Linked DNA regions of Hordeum vulgare: region 1 is linked to region 2. A link is a contact called in public Hi-C data. All regions are on one chromosome and are shown on one strand. The core of a region is the stretch at or near the end of the contact, and the rest is flanking DNA. Distances in the headings are between cores, read along the strand shown. Region 1 holds the start of LOC123406159 (proliferating cell nuclear antigen). Region 2 holds the start of LOC123406266 (AP-1 complex subunit gamma-2-like).

What was found. A called contact is a pair of places that touch in the nucleus more often than the background predicts.
Region 1: a Hi-C map of leaf shows a contact between it and region 2, with 2.4 times the contacts expected there. The contact joins the promoter of LOC123406159 here to the promoter of LOC123406266 in region 2. A contact is called at or near these places in 3 of 6 Hi-C or Micro-C datasets (leaf and seedling).

What each region holds. Positions count from the first base shown.
Region 1 is chr6H:545,860,490-545,866,571 of MorexV3_pseudomolecules_assembly, forward strand. LOC123406159 (proliferating cell nuclear antigen) reads left to right here and starts at 4,698. Exons shown (of 4, transcript XM_045099636.1): 1 at 4,698-5,050; 2 at 5,152-5,304; 3 at 5,401-5,498. The coding sequence starts at 4,732.
Region 2 is chr6H:545,709,491-545,715,517 of MorexV3_pseudomolecules_assembly, forward strand. LOC123406266 (AP-1 complex subunit gamma-2-like) reads right to left here and starts at 4,400. Exons shown (of 20, transcript XM_045099751.1): 1 at 4,256-4,400; 2 at 3,837-4,139; 3 at 3,598-3,739; 4 at 3,051-3,224; 5 at 1,408-1,587; 6 at 202-356; 7 at 1-73. The coding sequence starts at 4,293.

The sequences.
Region 1 (6,082 bases), core at 3,448-5,947, 150 kb after region 2:
CATGGACACTGACACAGAGACTGCTGCTGACAGAGGCACCGCTTCTCAGTCCCGCTCTTCTGCTATGCCATCTTGGGCAGTGAAACTGCAGGATAAAATGAAGACTCTCTTCTGTATGCAGGCTAAGGGACAGTATCAGACTCATGTGGCCCAGAAGGAGAACCGTCAGAGGCACAAGCGTGTCCTGAGGACACTTGATGTTGATATCTCCAGCGGCTCAGAGGACGACATCACTCCAGAGTCTGCTTGGATGCGGGCTCAAGGTTATCAGTGGTCTGATGCAGAGGAGGAGGAGGACAATGAGGAGGAGCAGGACGATCCGGATGCCACGGACGGGTCTAGGGATGATGAGTGTGAGATTTATTTCCATCATATGTTGTGAGACTTGAACTAGTGTGAGATTTATTTTCATCATATGTTGTGAGTCATATGCTCCTTATTTTCATATATCTCTATCTTTTTGTTCACATGTTATTCACTGTGCAAATTCGGTATTGTCATCAATCCACCAAAAAGGGGGAGATTGTTAGGGCATAGTTTATGCCTAAGTAATTTTGGTGATTGATGACAGTACCGCAAAGGACTAACCGTGTGTGTTAAGATTTTAGATAACACATGTCAACGGCACAAGACGACTCGCCCCCTCTTTCCATGGAACAGAAGCACGGTGTACTCTACGATCCTTTTTCTTTGAGTCATAGGAACACCGTACTATTAAGAGGGGACCCGTACTGGAAAGGTTTGGGTGGAATCAATTTTGCACGCACACACTTTATCTCCTTTCCCCTTGCCTGCAACTTTGGAGTGGCTCCTACCTTTGTGTTTATCTCTTCTTAGCAAATGGTTCCTCAGCGGTAGTACCGCTGTGCCTAGCGGTAATACCGCTGCAGCCAGCGGTAGTACCGCTACCCTGGTCAGCGGTAGTACCGCTCGAGGAGCTTAGTACCGCCTTCCTAGCGGTTGTACTTTGACGGACCTTTTTGCGAAGACTTTCTTGGCGGTGGTTGGCCCGGTAGTGCTTATGCACTACCATGGGCACAGTGGTAGTACCGCTGCATCCAACGGTAGTACCGCTAGGCACGGGCTGTGAGTGGGAAAACGGCTGGATTCTTCCCCCACTATATAAGGGATTCTTCTAGCTGTGGAACCTTATCTCTTACCCTCCCAAGCTGCATTGTTGCTCCCTAAGCTCAAAAGTGCCCGATATCTCTCCCTAGCCAATCAAACTTGTTGATTCTTTAGGGATTGGTTGAGAACACCTAGATCTACACTTTCACCAAGAGAAAAGTTGATTCCCCACCAATCCCTTGCAGATCTTGTTACTCTTGGGTGTTTGAGCATCCTAGACGGTTGAGGTCACCTCGGAGCCACATTCCATTGTGGTGAAGCTTCGTGGTCTTGTTGGGAGCCTCCAAGCTTTGTGTGGAGTTTGCCCCAACCTTGTTTGTAAATGTTCGGTCGCCGCCTTCAAGGGCACCTATAGTGGAATCACGGTACCTTGCATCGTGTGAGGGCGTGAAGAGAATAGGGTGGCCTTAGTGGCTTATTGGGGAGCATTGTGCCTCTACACCGCTCCAACGGAGACGTACTTCCTGTCAAAGGGAAGGAACTTCGGTAACACATCCTCGTCTTCATTGGTTCCACTTGTGGTTATCTCTAACCTTTACTTTGTGTATGCTTATGTTGTTGTTTATCTCTTAATTGTCTTAGTAGCTCTTGTTGTTAGCTTTATTACGGTTCACCCCATTGTTGCTATTATTGTGAACCCATATGTTGTTTACCCTAACTTGCTAAGATTAATTAAAAAGTGGTCGTTGCCTATTGACCCCCCTCTAGTCAACCATATAGATCCTTTCACCCTTGACGAACGCCATGCTGTAGCGGCTCGCCGTCGTCGGGTTCTCCCCCGGGGTCTCCGCAGAGCGGGGGCTGCCTTTGTTGGGGGCGTGCAGGGCGCCGACAGGGCTGGGCGTGGGGGCAGTCCCATGCCAGGGCGTCGAGGGCGTGCTGCCCCTACCGGGCGGAAATCCGGAGGGCAGAACCCATGGTGGGCAGATGTCGGGGGTGCGTGCGCGGCCTCTCTGCCGAGCGGAGATTCGGCCGTCGCAACCCTACTGCGGCAACCGCCTCCCGACCTTCTCGTGGCGGGGCGGGGCGAGCCCGTGGTGGGGCGGCGATGGCGGCAGCTGGGGCGGTTGCGGGGCGAGTGGTGGCGGGCGATGGTGGCGAGGGCCGGGGCGGCGGAGATTCGGCCGTCGCAACCCTAGTGCGGGAACCGCCTCCCGGCCTTCCCGTGGCGGGGCGGGGCGAGGCGAGCCCGTGGCGGGATGGGGCGAGGCGGCGGCGGGGCGGCGATGGCGGGAGCTGGGGCAGTGGCGGGGCGAGTGGTGGCGGGCGATGGTGGCGAGGGCCGGGGCGGCGGTGGCGGCGGTGTCGGGGGCCGACGGGGTGCGAGGGTAGCGGGTAGCATGGGGAGTGGGAGGTTTTCTTTTTCTTTTTTGTCCCGAGGTGCGCAGCGGTGTTGTGGGTCGGGAGTCATTAGCGAGAGTTTCATTCAGAGCGTTTTCGTTAGCGAGAGTTTCATTAACAGCGTCATTAGACTGTTGATAATGTGATTAGGCGTTTCAGATCTGTAGTTGGATCTGCCCTCTCGTGCTTTTATTAGTACAGATTCGTATGGCCTTACAAACACACCTACACGAAAAAAAAGATTACACTCAAAGATTCTTTTTCCTTGTGCATCCACCGTTGGCGCGCCGTAAGCACAACTCGAAGCTGCCTCTGGGTCTGTGTGCCTTGGCGGAGCTAACTTTATGTAATGCATGACGGCATGAACTTGTAGAAGTAACGGTCCATGACTATGGCTTGTGACAACTTTCTTTCTTTTCAAAATTAAGTTTTTGGAAATCGTTTTTTACCGCGCGCCGGTCGAACCGACGCGCCGGTCGCCCCCTGGCGCGCGGGCCCTTGTAACATTTTTTGTCATCCGTGTGCTTCTTCGTTCAATGGATGCAACATTTTTCGTCTAAATATGTTGTAACCTGCGTCATTTTTGCTGCAATCATTTTTTTTACTATATTTTGTCTCGGTAAAAAAGCTGCATATACGTTTGGTTGCAACTCTAGTTCGTCGGATTTTTTGTTACAATCGATGTTTTTTACTTTTTGCTATAACCGTGTTAATTTTTGCTACAACCGGCATCATGTTTTGCTGTAACCGTTCACTAAAAAGTTGCATACACGTCACGTAAATTTTTGTTACAACCGGCATTTGACTTTTGCTACCACGTACCATCAGCTTTATTTTTTTTGCTACGATCACGTAGATTTTTTTTTGTTGCAACCATGAAAAAATTGCTGCATGACATCAAAATTTTGCTGCATAGGGAGGAAAATGTTGCATGCGGATCCAACGGTGCGGTCGACGCGGGGTTGGTGGATCCTGCGGCCCGTGCGCGGTCGGCCGAAAATCTGGACCGGCGCATCGGCGCAGATCATCCCCCCTAAATTTTCCCCCTAAAAACTCACTAAATCAAGACGCAATAATGCAAAAAAAGAAAACGCACAAGGACAAAAACAAGAGATCACACATGTTCTTTGGAGAGCCTACACATCGATTTTCTATGTGTACGGCTCTATCAGGTGAAGCTGGTTTATTTGGGAGCGAACAAGGCACACGGGAGTTACCTCCTGTTTTCATTTCTAAGAGTGATGAATAGGAGCATCCCGCGTTTAGAAGCATCTTGGGTGTGAAAGTAGTCGTCGCGGCCTGGCGCAAGCGACCATAGCGGGACCTCCTATTTTGCATCCTAGGCGATAGATTGTCACTAAGACGCACGTGTGGGTCGACCCACCTAGCACTTCATGCACCTCCATATCGATGGCGGAGCAAACGATTTTCGGTATGGTTTTAGCTGAGTTTTCTTTAATTTTGATTTCCTTGTATTTCAGTTGGTTTCCATCCATTTTTTTATTTCAGGAACAAAATGTTCAGTAAAATATTTACAAAAATTAAAAACATGCACACATTTTTTTAAAAAAAATCATGATTTGTGAAAACATTCATGTATTTTATTTTTCAAAAATTTCTGAAGAATAAATTAATGTTTCAGGAATTTAAATAATGTTCTCAGTTTTGAAAAAATCTGCATGTATTTAAAAGACTGCATTCAACTGTATTTCCTAGGAAAGAACGTTGATTTTAAGAAAATTAGGCACTTGAAAATTTGCATTAAAGATCTTTATCTTCTATTTTCAAGAAAAAGCATTGAATTTCCAAAATATCCGATAGTTCAAGAATTTTGGAAAGAAAAGCAGAAAAAGCAAAAGAAACACAGAGAAAAAAGAAAAAAAAACGTAGCACCGTAGTACTTTTTTCATCCGGAAATACTTGTCTTAAAAATGAATGATTTTTCGAGGGAGGATAAACACAGCCCGGGAAACTCCAAACCCCAAACCGATGGAGGGAAGCCACCCACGCGGCGAGCGAGATGGCGGGAAAGCGAAACCCCTCTCCGCCACCGACATGTGGGACCACAGCCTCCCTCGGGCCCACACGCCAGTCCAATCCTCCGGTGGAAGGAGGCGCGAGCGGGAAAATATATCCCGGCGCGCGCCCAATTTCTCCCTCCCATCCCCACCCCGCTCCCCCTCGACCTCCCCCCCCAAACCCATCCCCACCCCGCTCCCCCTCGACCCCGCCGCCGCCGCCGCCCTCCCGCCGGACGCGAAGATGCTGGAGCTGCGGCTGGTGCAGGGGAGCCTGCTGAAGAAGGTGCTGGAGGCGATCAAGGAGCTGGTGACGGACGCCAACTTCGACTGCTCCGGCACCGGCTTCTCGCTGCAGGCCATGGACTCCTCCCACGTCGCGCTCGTCGCCCTCCTCCTCCGCTCCGAGGGCTTCGAGCACTACCGCTGCGACCGCAACCTCTCCATGGGCATGAACCTCGGCAACATGGCCAAGATGCTCCGCTGCGCCGGCAACGACGACATCATCACCATCAAGGCCGACGACGGCTCCGACACCGTCACCTTCATGTTCGAGTCGCCCAGTAAGCGAACCCCCCCGCTCGATCTGTTTTCCCCCCCTTTGCTCCTCGTGGCTCCGTCGGTGACCCCGATCTGGATGGATCATGGATGGATGGATGAACAGATCAGGATAAGATTGCCGACTTCGAGATGAAGCTCATGGACATCGACAGCGAGCACCTCGGCATCCCCGACTCGGAGTACCAGGCCATCGTCCGCATGCCGTCCTCCGAGTTCTCCAGGATCTGCAAGGACCTCAGCAGCATCGGCGACACCGGTATGCTCATCTACTGTAATCTTGTTATGCTGCACCTGCGCTTGTCATCTCTGTTTCTCGCTTGTCTGACGGCGGCTTCTGCTCTGTGCGCTGCAGTTATTATCTCTGTCACCAAGGAGGGTGTCAAGTTCTCCACTGCTGGAGACATTGGGACTGCAAACATCGTTTGCAGGCAGAACAAGACTGTTGACAAGGTTCCTTTCTTGTCTTGTTTCTCCACTAGTTACTATGGATATATTGTCCTTGTAGGCATTTATATTGTGAATTTTTTGGGGTGTATTGCATAACAAGAGTTTGGAATCGCATTTGCAGCTATGCTTGTATTTTATGAATACCTTAATTTTAGCAATACGAATAGACAGTCACACCTAATTCTCAATCAGATCGTTTAGTGCTTACTCAGTTATAATATTTGAACGATTTGGTAGCTACTGTTGATGCTGTCCTTTACTTAAGATAATTAGCCTAAATTGTCTTACTATTTGCAGCTCATAGATACACACTACCCTACTGTTTGTTCCCTCGCATAGACTAAAATGGCAGTCTGCAGTTAATTATAATTATGCTGCTTTCAAATGTTCAGTTTTCCTACAGTGTCATACTAAAAAATGGTGTTGTTTCATAGCTTCGCCCACTGTCATATATACTAAAAGATGGTGTTGTTTCATAGCTTCATCCACTGAAAATGATTCCAACAATCTAGTGAAGCCGAGCTACATATTTTCTAAGATGATATTTATCATAATACAAACTAGTTTGGATGAACCCTGTACTCTTT
Region 2 (6,027 bases), core at 3,150-5,649:
TGTCACCCTGTGCCTCTGTACTGCTTGTGTATCTACTGTAATGGCCCTCATAAGTATGTTCAGAGCAACATATCTGAAAGAAAAAAATAGATTAACAGTGAAATTTTACCCCAAACAGAGCAGATGGATGAACATTTTTACTGATGTAAGTATTAAGAGAAAAAACAGAGCAATCAAGGTGAAAATAAATAGAAAAATAACCTTATATTGTTATCGCGATTTGACAAGAATCTACCCAGAATATTAATAGCCAGGACACGTAGACCACTAGTAGCTTCAATACCCATTATAGTCTCAACACATTCATACAAGATGGCATTTCCAGCATTCTTGTTTGACTCGGTTTTTGTTGCAACCTGGAAAAATAGCGCAGTTAATTTCCAATGTAATATGCAAACAAGTACCGATTACCAAACAAAATGTGCTTTGTGGTACATTCTCAGTAAATAGGGAAGAAAAGATGAATCTTTCATGGGTCTTCTAATCCAACACACATGCAGCACTACCCTAAGCTGGAGCTAAAGGAACAACAGTATACAGTAATTAACACAACATGAGCAATGGGTCAAGAATGCAAAAGTTGTTCTTCAGACAAAAAAAGAGCAAAACTGAGCTTATGGTGTTGTATAACATCTACTCCCGTCCCAAAATAAGTGTCCCAGACTTAGATTCTGACATATCTCTTGTTGACCTTCTTCCAATCAAGGGATATGCTTATAATATTGTACTCCCTCCGTCCCAAAATAAGTCTGCGACACTTATTTTGGGACGGAGGGAGTACAGTATTATAAGCATATCCCTTGATTGGAAGAAGGTCAACAAGAGATATGTCAGAATACACTGCAGATTTGCTGTCAGATTTTTAGCTTGGTTCTTGAGCCATGTATTACGTGCTCCCATTGTGTTTCGAATTGATGGGTTCAATTGCTTGTGTGATGTAACAATAAAATTCAGCAAGATTTGTCTTTCATCTCAGGCTGCTAAGTTGCTCGAATCTAGAAGTTCATGACTGTATGTTCTAAGCTTGTCCAGTTTCTTTCCTCAATCTGGTGCTCTTACTCTCTCGAGGCTTTGCCAATTGTCATGATTTGTTGCACTTTCAAGCAGATATTGTTATCTGATGCTTTCCACTTTTGTGATTTGCACAGTTAAAATATATGTTTTCCCACATTGTAGCACGGTTGTGTAAGATCACTCAACTTACTGATGTTGTATATCCTCTTAAACAGAATAAATGGTTAACCATTGTCAATACAGATTAAGAAACCAGATAAAACTAGAATTAATAAATAACTTGGGCAACAGGAATTGACCAAATCATCATACTTTGCACGGACAACAATAAATGACAGCATTGTGCATGTGCATGCGGAAACAAAGACAGATACTAACTTATTAAGCAATCACCTGAGCAAGAATGTCATTCATATAGTCACTGCAATCTGCATCGCCTTGACCCAACATACGCATAAGTTTAAGAACTCGAATATGCAAGAAAGGATCCGAAATGCCAGCAACATCATACTCAGGAGCATATGAACTATTGGAGACATCTCTAAGTATCCGGACCAGACCTTCGATGCAGTTCTGCAATGAAATATTTTGCAAAAGTTAAAGAGGATAGCTCGTGTTTCAGGTAATGTTATTTAAAACTTGTAAAGTACTCAGGTTAAATGCTACTCCCTCCGTTCCAAAATATAAGACCTTTTAGAGATTTCACTAGAAGACTACATACGGAGCAAAATGAGTGAATGTACACTCTAAAATATGTCTATGTACATCCGTATGTAGTTTATAGTGCAATCTCTAAAAGGTCTTATATTTAGGAACGGAGGGAGTAGAACACAAAAGATGATTTAATGTATTGACGGTCTTGGGGTGTAATAATCTAATATGTGGAAGCAATTGTAGTACTTTGAAACATAAGGTGTAGACTGCAGGTCAAAGAATATTTTCTATTATGAAACATTGCAGCTTGATTTCTTGACCGCTACAAGGTGTAAAACTTTCTACCAATAAACTTCACTATCATAAATATAATAGTTGAGATGTTACATTAATATACATGATGGGCAACAACTATAAATATAATCATCGATCATCCCTTTGGCGATGTAGGGCAGCCATATGTTTCCCCCTCGTGAGCTCGACCATCCCTTGGCGTGGTTACGATTCTTCCTTCCGAAGCCGGGTTAGCGGGGTGTGCTCCTCTCCGGACCACTTCGTTCCCGTACGACACCTCTCTCCTTGCGGGTGTCGTTGGGTGGCGACCAGATGGCCAACGTTCAAGGCTCTCCTTGCTTGGTCAGATGAAGATAGAAGTTGAGGCCCCCTTTGTGCTGGTTGTGTTATTCTTCATGTCTTTCTCTTCGGCTGCCCTTTGGGTACTCCCGTGCTTGCTCAAGACCCTACCATGGTTGCCGTTGTGCTGCGGCAAGCTTCGAGCTCTTGGTGTGGTCTTGGTTCAACTTTGCTCAGTGACGAAGCAATGATGCCTCCCCAACCTGCTAATCATTTCGACCTCCGTGGCGGATCTTCCGGTCAAGGTTCGTGTTTAGTTCGGCACTCATTGGTTATGGTTGATCCTCTGTTGTGCCGTGGGGCTCGATACGCATGTCGGTGCGGTGCGTTAGGTTGTTTGCAGAGTCTTGGTATTGTGATCCTTCAACAACACCCCACATCTACTTGTGTCTCTCCTGGTGGTGGTCTTTTTGCCTAATAGCTAGGCCATGCCTTTTCCTGGGTGCCAATTTTTTCACATCTTCTGCAACCTTGTTACCTGTACGTTTTTTTGGCCCAGATTCCCTCATAAACGGGGTCAGCTTGTTTAGGTTTTCGATCTGGTTTCCCTTATAAACTGGATCAGCCGAAGTTCAAGGGGTGACTCTTGGCTTTGGCAGCTTTTCAGCAATATATTCAGGTGGGGATCCCCCCCCCCCCCCCCCCGGTGATCGTTCAAAAAAATAATGATCATCGATCATTGTCATAATCCAGTTATTGTCAAAACAGACCTCAGGGCCTCAGGTGTAACATAAAAAAAATGGCATTACCTTTCTCAGGTACTCCAATGCATCTTTGCTGGCTTTACACAATTCAGTGCAGAGCTGAACTGCAGATATCAAAACCCCATGGTGTTTTTCCTTCAGTAATGATGCAGCAAGACCCATGAAATTTTCCGCCAAATCCGGGACTTTTCTTACAATCCTCACAGAGCACAGAGCAGCCTAATAAACAGGGACAAGAATATCATGAATAATACCTCCATAAAACTCATGATTTCAAAGAGAACCAAAGAAAGTATTTTGTCAGTAGCGTAGATGAGTACAGCAAAATGAATAAAATGCCGGGTAATTTTTTTAAATACTCTCTGAAATAACGGGCCAAGAGGAAATCTTTTGTTGCATAGCAAAGCGCCAGGATTTATTTGTGTAAATGACAATCTATAGTGACTGACTTCGATAGTAATGTGCAGTTTCTTAATCTACCCCAAACCTTGGCATACCAACAATTCCTCTGGAAGATGCTTATTTTGGACATGCTCCACCGGATGAGTGGATTCACTGACTATAAACTGAACCGTGTTATGAAAACAAGCACCTTCTTCTTTGTATTAGCATCCCTGCTTCGCATGAGCCTCTCCACTTCAGGCGCCAGATCCCGGGCCATCTCAGCAGAGCAGATGTTCCCGAGCGCGCACAGCGCGAGCCCCACGATGAACTGGTTGGAGTGGTTGAGATCCCTGCCCCCAAATCAAGCAGTAGCATTACTCAAAACTCGGCATCACATCTACGTACTGAAGCAAACACTGTGCAGCAGCAGGGAGGATGCGGGCCTACTGCTTGAGGGAGTTGGTGACGAGCATGAGGACCTCCTGGCGCTCGTCGAGGAGCAGCATGAGGCCGAGGTAGCCGATCCGCTTCTCGGGGTATCCGACGGCGGCGATGAGCTTGAGGCACTCCATCTGGCCGAAGTGGGTGGGGTAGCCGAGCATGTGGATGAACATGAGCTTGGCCATGTTGCGGTGCCGCAGGTCCTGCCCGTCCCCGCTGATCGCCGCCCGTATCGCCGCGCACTCCCGCCGCACCACCGCCCGCTCCTCCGCCGCCGTCTTGCACGCGCGTATCGCCCGTATCATGTCCCTGCGGGAAGGAAGGAAGGAAGGAAGATCGGTCAGTCAGAGCAAGCAAGCAAGCAGGCGCGATTCGCAGCATTGCCGCGGCGGATCCGGGGGTGAATTTCGGGGTTTGGGGCTCACCGCAGGCGGGTGCCGGAGGAGAAGGGGTTGAGGGCCATGTCCGAGGCGAAGTCCTCGACGATCTTCTCGACGGTATCCAGCTTGGGATCCCGGGGAGCGCGCGCGCGAGCGCGCGCACGAGAGGGGCGTGGGGGTGGGGGTGGGAGCTCGCGGGATCTGGCGGCCGAGGTGGTTGGGGGCGGGAAGGAAGGAAGCAGGGAGGCAGCGGGGAGGAGGACGATGGGTGGATCTGGAGGAGTGGAAATGGTGGCGACGGTCGGTGCTCGGTGGTGGGAAGAACTGCCGGCGGCCCCCTGTATTTTTCTGTATTTTAAAAACTTCAGCCCCGTTTGGAACCATGGAAGTTCAAACATAAAATTCGGAGGAATTCGTGTGGAGACGTTTCGATTAAGCGACGGTGTGAGGAGTTTTTATGCGATGGATTTGGTGAGCTACATTCTCGAGAGCAGGTTGAGTAAACATAGACCCGCGAAACCCACAAAGACTGAAACGGCGTAATTCGGTGCTGCGTAGTGATAGCACGGTAGAAGTGAACCCTCGTGTGGAAAGAACTAGGTGTGTACATGTGTTTACATCCGTGTGCATAGATGAAGGATAAGTTTTATGTCTTTCTTTTTCTAAATGATTGCTTTTATGCATATTTTCTTCCTTTTTCAACCAGATCTACTCGTCTTGAAGCGTGTCAAGATATAAAGAAAGACGGCTGCTACGGATCAACCGATTGGTTTTTCAGAAAATCAGCCGGGTCCCCAGCCATTAGATGCATTCCACACAGACGCTGAATCGGGTCAACGCGAGCAACGACCGCTCGTCGTGGTGAAGATCCATTGCGGCGTGAGTGGAGCTTCACTGCAGCTCGGGCGCTGCATATCACAAATCTTGGCGTCGTCGATGAAGCTCCATTGCAGCCGTCGGTGAAGCTTCATTGCAACTTTGGGCGCTGCATGGCAACTCTTGGCGCCGCCGGTGAAGCTCCAATGCAACCGCCTATGAAGCTTCATTGCAGCGCGACACGGCGGCGCTCCAACGCAGCAACGACGACCCATCACAGCCCCAGTGATGCTTCACTGGAGCGCGAACTCCTGCACGGCGGCGCTCCAACGCAGCAACGACGACCCATCACAGCCCCGGTGATGCTTCACTGGAGCGCGAAATCCTGCACGGCGACGCTCCAACGCAGCAACGACGACCCATCACAGCCCCGGTGATGCTTCACTGGAGCGCGAACTCCTGCACGGCGGCGCTCCAACGCAGCAACGACGGCCCATCACAGCTCCAGCGATGCTTCACTGGAGCTGGAGCGCAACAATGACGATGCAGCAAATGACGACTGTTGTGATGAGGTTAGGGGAGCCCCTGTCGCTTCGGCCGCCGCCACACTTCAACACCTTCGACAGCGCGGCTCCCCCCAATCCCGTCGGCGACGCGTTGGACGGTCATCCCATCGGATCAACGGGTACCCCATCTAGGAAGAAAAGAGTGGGGGAGTGGGTGAGGGAGGGAGGAACGAGGAAGACGATCCAAGTGTGGAGAGGATAAGGCTGGGATGTGGTGTGCGAACCTCGTGCAGGGCACGTATCGTTAGGAGAGAGCGGCTTACACAAGGGAGAGATCAGACGGTTTATTTTAAGTGTTTTCCATAAAGAAATCATCATTTGAAAAAATTGTTATTAATTTATTTTGGTTATAATAATACGACGTAGCTTAGGTATCTCATGCTTTTGTGGTGTCCATTGAGGTTGAAAGCATATGACGAGCCTAAACCAACCGTT